Linked DNA regions of Mus musculus: region 2 is linked to region 1. The links are chromatin contacts, called in public HiChIP or PLAC-seq maps. All regions are on one chromosome and are shown on one strand. Each heading gives the region's core, a stretch centred on a gene start, on an enhancer-like site or on the middle of the called end of the contact. The rest is flanking DNA. Distances are from core to core; before and after follow the strand shown. Region 1 has its middle 8.3 kb from the start of Mir6390. Region 2 has its middle 27 kb from the start of Spry2.

Evidence for each region. HiChIP or PLAC-seq counts read pairs in DNA pulled down with a chosen protein or histone mark.
Region 2: a contact with region 1 is called in an HNF4G HiChIP or PLAC-seq map of pancreatic cancer cells. The contact joins two enhancer-like sites. A contact is called at or near these places in 3 of 115 datasets of contacts at active chromatin or transcription factors (acute myeloid leukemia, embryonic stem cells and pancreatic cancer cells).

Annotation. Positions count from the first base shown.
Region 1 is chr14:105,613,480-105,617,526 of GRCm38.p6, reverse strand. No RefSeq gene overlaps it. Among named protein-coding and RNA genes, the nearest start is that of Mir6390, 8.3 kb to the left of the region's middle. Within about 2 kb of position 1,971, at least 59 of the 459 cell types and tissues checked have an H3K27ac peak or open chromatin away from gene starts, as enhancers often do. A contact at or near this core is called in pancreatic cancer cells, where this site is marked.
Region 2 is chr14:105,921,813-105,925,735 of GRCm38.p6, reverse strand. No RefSeq gene overlaps it. Among named protein-coding and RNA genes, the nearest start is that of Spry2, 27 kb to the right of the region's middle. Within about 2 kb of position 2,590, at least 135 of the 459 cell types and tissues checked have an H3K27ac peak or open chromatin away from gene starts, as enhancers often do. A contact at or near this core is called in pancreatic cancer cells, where this site is marked.

The DNA.
Region 1 (4,047 bases), core at 722-3,221:
CACACTATTTTCTTCCCCTTCTCTCTAATTCCCCCTGCATATTATGGGCATCCCCATTCTTTTAAGCACACCTTCTAACCCCATCTTGTCCTAGCATCCTATTGAGAATTGGATTTCCCAACCTGTTTAGCAGACAAGGCATTGCAATTCACCAGGGTGATTTGTCTACTGCTGAATATTAGATGAGACAAAGATTCAAATCCAGGGTCTCACTCAACTTTAAAACCAACTGCTTAAAATAAGCAACATACTTATTCTTGTACTAAAAAGAAGGTAAGTGTTTCTCTAATGAACGACCATCCCTTAGGTGGTGTACATGAACGGCACTCACCTCCAGGTCTCAACTCCGTAGACACTTCCCACTACACACATTTTTATCCTTTCCATGAGCCTGCCTCCTTCTTCTTTATTCTTTCTCTTGCACATGTGGGAAGAGCATGTGTGCATCCATGTGGATATGTGAACAGGTGTGTGCAGGCCAGAGGTTGACAATCATTGTCATTTTCTTGAGACAGGATCTCTAACTGAACATACCATTCCCTGATCTGAGCAGGCTGAATGGCCAATGAGCTCAACTTGTGTCCCCTCCACCAACCACTGAACCAGAAGTAGAGGTCACAGAGGTTCTTAGCGGGTTCTGGGGATCTAAACTCAAGTCCTCAGTCTTGTACAGCAGGCACTTTCCCAATGGGGCCATTTCCTGAGCCCCTCATCTGTGTCTTCTGGGATTTGCCTTACGTTTTCTTCCCTGCCTAGAAAACATCTTGTCTAATATTTCTCTCTGTTCTCCCAAGATCTTGTCTATGGTACTTCATTCCCTGTGATGGGTACTTCTCTCTGTTAATATCTACATATGTCACCACTATGTCCCTCATCATACCTCAGCTATTGTGTAATGTATTTTCCCTCCTGGTCGAACTTGTTAATGGATCTACCATTTAGCTAATTGTGTGACCCTGGGAAAGTCATGGAATCATTCCATGGTTCAACTTAGAACATCCATTGTCAACTTCTAGCCTGAACATACTTGTTCATACAGCCACATAAATTCACACATGCACTTCCCACAAGAAAAAAAATAAAGTGAAAAGAGTCAGGCTTGTGGAGTGTTCACAACATTTGTAATATGGATATAATGACACAGGCACTTGTTTATATTTCCCTGGCTTAGCATGGTGACCCCTATCATGGAGCAAAGATTGCTGAGGTAACCCACAGAACTCCTTGGCTATACAGTTATGATAATGAAGGAACAAATAAAAACAATAATAATATAAAAATTACAATGAGAGCTATATCTATGGTAATAGTGAAGTTTTTCATCTTCCTTTATAGAAGGCATGGAGGAAGGTAAGCATTCCCCGATCTGAGATTCCTTTGTGGCTGCCTCCTGTCTCTCAGCTACACTTGCTCTTTGGAAGTCTTAGAGTTTGCAAAGGTTAAAGGATGGCAGAGGGTGGGTCTCTGGTGATGTAACTGTCATGAGTCATCTCCTCCATGGGGTGGGAACTTGGTGATGCAGCTGCTTTTGAGTCATATTTACTAAGTAACCTTTCCCCCAATAAACTCACTGCTTCCCACGCTGGACTTGGGTGGACTCACTGGTTTATTGGTGCATTGTGGTTAGCAAACACTTCCCTCACATCTCCCCAGGAAAAGCTGATTGACAGTACACAGTGGAATGTCGGGCAGAAGTGAATACTATGCATGCTGTAGACACTTTTTAACTGACTTTCAGAAATGTAGAATTTTCCTGACATGTAGTAAATTAAAAAAAAAAATCATCAACTGAACAATTGAACATTTCATTGTACCTTCCAGAGTCATTTCTCACTTAAAGTTTAAATATGCTGAGGTCTCATGCATGTTCTTATCAACGAGACAAGGAGCTCAGCCAAGAGTCACTATTAGATAAAACCTACAATAGGGAAAATGCTCACGCCAGGAGTGCTGGTGAGTCAGGGCAGGGTCATGAATCTTTCAATGCTGTCTTTGGTACCATAGAACTAAGGCCTGTGGGCTTCAGGGCTACTGCCATGGAGAACCCTCCAAAGCAGATCTAGGCAACCGTTTCCTTCCCTGACCGTGTGGACAACTCTGTCTCTCCTTTTGATTCTTTTGATGTTTTCCCATCCTTTCTCCTTATTTCCTAAGAACTACTTTTCTCTTTTTGATTTTTTTGTCCCTCTTCTTAAGTTGATCTTTTTCTGAAGTCCTTTTAACAAGTCTCAAAGTACTAAAACAATATATTAAGGAAACAAATAATTTGCAGCTCCAAATTGAAAGAAAATTGTGTGAGCGCTACAATAAACAACATCAAACTACTTAGCAAATTACTTGGAGGAGCAATTGGCTTGATGGAACAATAAGCTTGGTCCATCAGAAAAAAAAAATACTTCCTAACTAAAATTTTAAATTTCTAAATTTTTCCTTGAAGACCATGTGTATAAATATCCTTAGTATTATTATCTAACATGTATTAAACTCTCCATTGGCGCAGCATAACAAATTTTAAGAATCAGCAATACTTAAATGCAAATCAGAGCATTTAAATATTACATAGATCTATCCCTTACAGAACGGCTTGAAATTTCTGAGTAGAAGAGTGAAGATTGTACTGTTTTAAAAGACCTTCTTATGAACATTTACAGAGCTAGAGGGCAGAGGAATTTATTACAACTTTCTTGGGAATAATAATTCTTCACTTTTAGATCCTATTGTAATTGAAGTCTTGTCTGGTATTAGTGCAACTTAGAATTTTAAATATATAACAAGTTATTTATTAGACATTCTGCAAATAATTTCTGTAACTAAATTATCTTTAAAGCAAATGTTTGTCAGCATAAAGATAAAATCATTTTCAGTCACAAAAACTCATTTTCGGGACACAATGAAAGCAGTGGTAAGAGAAAAACTCATAGCTCTAAGTGTCTCCAAAAAGAAACTGGAGAGAGCTTACACTAGCAGCTTGACAGCACACCTGAAAGCTCTAGAACAAAAAGAAGCAAATTCACCCAAGAGGAGTAGACAGCAGGAAATAATCAAACTCGGGGCTGAAATCAACAGAATAGAAACAAAAGAACTGTACAAAGAATCAACCAAACCAGGTGCTGGTTCTTTTGGAAAATCAACAAGATAGATGAACCCTTAGCCAGACTAACCAGAGGGCACAGAGACAGTGTCCAAGTGAACAAAATCAGAAATGAAAAGGGAGACATAACAATGTAATATATCTTAAAATAATTATTCTGTTTGTTGAATATTAACAGTTGAAAATAGTAAAATCTTGTTCTACCAAAAAAAAAAATTGAAAAATCCAGGCAGACAGTTGTGGCACATGCCTTTAAGCTCAGCACCGGGGTGGCAGAGGCAGAGGTGTCTAATTCTAGGGCTTTCTTTCTTTAAATATTTTGTTCATTGATCTTTTCTTCTGCAGTATCTAACTTTCTGTGATCCCGTTGAGCAGAATTCATTAACAGACTTCACATCTCACCTCTGTAAGTTCTGTTTGAGTCCTTATAAATATAAAGACCTCCTCTGTCTACAAAGAGTGTGTGTTTTCCTGTAATTAATGGAACTTATGTACTGTGCTTGCTACAGATGTCTCAGCACTGTCTAACCCCTTCATTTCTGCTTTCTAAATGTTTAGTTATCCATTGTACGTTCCTACTTCTAGGCCTGCCTAGGATACTATTGAATGTTTCAGTTTATTATCTTCTTGCAAAGAGGGTTGAACTTTATTTTATTTGACAATTAAATTACACATGAACTAATTAGTGTGGTGTGCTATTTCAATTAGAACAGATTTTAAAAAGAAAAAAATACAAAAACAAAACAACAACAACAAAACCCCAACTCATTGTCAGAGACAGGTTCACAAGAGGAAAGTATAACAGATTTATTTGGTCAAATTTTTGCATATTATGAGGATTTCCAGAAATGAAAGTTCAAAGACCTTTGGAAAACCGTTCTGTTGCTTAGGCTTGATGAAGCATGAAAAGTCAGGCAGAAATGTGACAATTCGAGACAAAATGCACCATGTGAGAG
Region 2 (3,923 bases), core at 1,341-3,840, 310 kb before region 1:
GCGAGACCGATCAGAAGCTAAGGGTGCTTGTTTCCACCCCTGATACCCTGAGTTTGCTTCCTGAGATTCACTGGAAGCCACGGTAGAAGAAGAAACTGTATTCTCACAAGCAGTCATTAATCAATCACACCTGAGCTGTACTTTACATGTCCCTGTGCACATACCACACATACATACACATACACACATATATATGCCACATACATGAACACAGACTCATACAGGCACACACATATGCACACACACGCACATTCATATACCACATACACACATGTGCACACACATACACACACTCATGCACACACACACACACAGACACACATCTTCATATACCACACACACACACACACACACACACACACACACTGGAATGAATGATGAAAACACCAAATTATCAATAACTAGTTATACAAGGTTATCTTTAACAAAAAAAAAATTTTTTTCAACAAAATAAAATTGTTGTATTTTGAACTGGGCATGGCGATACACACCTGTAATCCCAGTACTTAGGAGGCCGAGACCAGCATGGCCTATATAGTGAGACTGTACCCAAACAGAGGAAAATATGGGGGAGAAATAATTGCTACATTTTATGCTCTACTTAACATAAGAAAGGAAATTCACTTAAAATATGACAGTAATCTAGGCCTGCTTCAGCATCACTACTAAATATTAGGGGAAATGTTACCAACTAACCTAAAACTTTCTGTCAGGAGAAACGTCTCTGTCAAAACAATATGTAAAACACACACAAAAATCAGAATTTTCTTTGCTATTATTCTATCCTCCCAAACTGTCCCAGTAGAGCCAGCAGAGGGAGCACAACCATTGTGGGTTTGAATGTGTGCCTTTAAAAAAAAAAAAAAAAAAAAAAAAGCCTTTTCTCCTGGATTTTCAGATCCTTTATCATGATTGACAAAAATGATAAATCACAAATATTATTTGCCACTGGTAAATTGTCTCAAAAGTCACTTTTATTGAACAAGTGTCAAAACATTTTCTTTATTCACATTTTAGTTAAAAAAAAAAAAAAGTAATGCATGTCTGGTATAAAGGCGAAACAAACCCGGGGGAAAAATGCTTACAAAGTTAATAATCTACCTTCTATTCTGATCCATATTATGAACAGACTGGAATGTGTCTTATAACTTATTTTTAAAAAGTATATGTATATGTGAATATATGTCCTATGTGGATCATCTCTGAGTGTTTCCTACCCAATATCGAATAACGTCTTTGGGAGGAAAAATGAAATAAGCACAACGTTAGGACACGTAGTATAAGTACTTCCTGTGCAGAGCTCAGGAGTTCAGCCCTGCCGTGCAGGTGCTGCGGTCCACATGGAAACGGTGCGCATGCGTGATGCATGGGGAGCCCGTGTGCAGGTCCCTTCCTGAGATGTCATGAGGAAGACGAGGTAAACTGATTTCTAAGTCACGATTGATATTGCTAGTGTCTTCATAACACAAGATAGCAGCAATAAACTCAACCGCTTAAAGGGGGATTTTTTTTGTTACGTGAAATTAAAATACATTCTCGAATTTTTGGAATATTTTATAAATTCTAATGCAATGGAATGATCCAGTGTTTCTCTCCCAGGTGCACTGAGCCTACTTTCATTGTTTAACCAAAGGAAGGTAAAGGCTACAGGTATAGATATGATACTTTCTCCCACACAACAGGAAGAATCTTTCAATTTCTCGATGGTTTCCATCCTGTCCAATCCCTTTGCAAAGAGCTCCGGATAAATACGCATCCTAGGATATAAAGACACCAAAGTCCAGAGACCCTGCTTGCCAACGCTACCTCTGTGAATTCATTTCTGAACCCAGGGAATTTGCTGAAGCCAACACACCATGACTTGCTATGCAGTCCCATCACTCAGTTGATCTCCTTATTTGTCTCGGTGCCTACTAGACACGTTCTTGACTAATGCCAGTTGCTGTTGAACTTTGACCCCATATAAGTGTTAAGGTCTCCCACGTAGAAGAAGGAAATCTGCAGGAAGAGGATGGTGATGTGGGCAAATAATAACAATAACAACAACAATAATAATAGGGGAAACTGGAAGGATGACGGAAGGGAAGACCTTATTTACATGACTACAACATATTCTTTTTGGAGGTAAAGAATGTAATTAGTGAGCTGTGATTTCCTTCCCATCTCCTGAGAACAGAAAAGACCGTCTGTCTCTTGTGGTGGTTGTAATTTGCGTTTCGTTATGTTTTCTTTGCTAAGGGCTTTCAATGTTCAGAAAAATGTTCGAGTTACTGCACTTTGTAATAAAGTAAGAGGACACAGCACCGCGGTCCTCATTCCTCATTGACACAAACCAAGGAACGGGATGTCCAAAGCCTGGCTCAATGTCACAGGAAAGGCTGTTGCCGAAGTAGAGGTGGGCCCCCCCCCCCCCCCCCGAGAGCCCTTTAGGTTATCCACAAAATCAACACAAGCAGTCTAGATTTGTTATCTCGCCCCTTTCTGTCTCAGGCTGAGTGACAAAGAGTGCTTGGTGAGATACTGAGTAAGACTGACAACACAGGAAGTCCATTCTGGGGGCAAGCTGTGTGAGTGGCAGCCAAGCAGGAGGCCAGGAGGCAAGTCTGCGCACAGCTCCTTTCTCCCTAGCTCACCCCTACATGTGGCCCAGAGGCCGCAGTGATCCAGAAAAGGAGATGCTAAGGCCACGGAGGTTCCAGCTGCTTTGAAATTCACCGAACCAGTCCATTTCTAAGCATCTGTTAGCAAGAGGAAGCTGTGACTCAATGGGGGTGAAATGAGTCATCTAGACGACAGAGCCCTCGACATTTCCAAGTCGTTTGTGTGTTAATTCACAGATAATTTATATCCTTATTTATAAACTATGTTTAGAAACCGTCCAAGCGTTCAAGGAATCCTTTCTGACACAGTAGTGTGTTCAGTAAATCCAGTTCTTTCAAACATGTTAATACAGTTCTCAAGAATTCCTCCTAGATAGATCACATTTGAGCCTCAAATGTTGAACCTGAGGAGAAGTTATATCCAAACAGTCTCAGAGTGAACAACGGCCATAGGAGGAAGAGCTATTCATATGGAAACCACACCCACTGCTGAACTCACTGTTAAAACAGTCCGGGGGGACACTGTGAGTGTACAAAGTACACTGACCTAACCATGTGGCACAAACTTTGACTTATTTGTGCTACCACAGCAGTGTACTTCCCTGCAAATACAACAACAGTGATTCTACTGCAAACGGAATTTCACCGTCTTCCTGTAGACATGCCTTTCATGACAAGCATCTAGTCACGGATAACCTCTAACCAAATCAGGAAGAAAAAGAAATTCATCGGTAATTAGACACTAAACATCCCACTACTCCATCCATCATTTCTCCTCTACTACTGAATCATGACAAACGATACTTCTAAACAATGATAGTAATCAAGGTATGTTGTACAATGGGATATTAATAACCTTAGAATTAATTTTAAGATGAGCTGCTTATGTTTAAATGATTTGAAATATATATAGTATGTAAAAATCAGAGGCCCTAAAGTATGTTTCTTTCTTAACTCTTATTGTATACAAGATATGAAAACCCTAATTTCTAGGAAGGCATTCTATGATTTATTAGAAAATATCTTGTCATATTTTTAAAAATTTTTAGAATAACTTCTATTATGGTTCTCATTAAAAATGGATCCTTTTCTCAATACTAGCTATTTATAAAACAAAGAAACACACTAATCATTACAGAAGAGAATTCTTTTTATATCCTGTGTCCCTTACAGATGTTTAATCATTGGCAAAGAAATCAGAGGCTAGCTGCTCTTATCTGGAGAGTAAACATATCCAAGGAGGAAGATAGACACACAAGGACCCCCAAAGAGACTGAAAAGTTGCAAATTGTTTTTTCTGAAGAGAAAAGATCTCCTCTATGG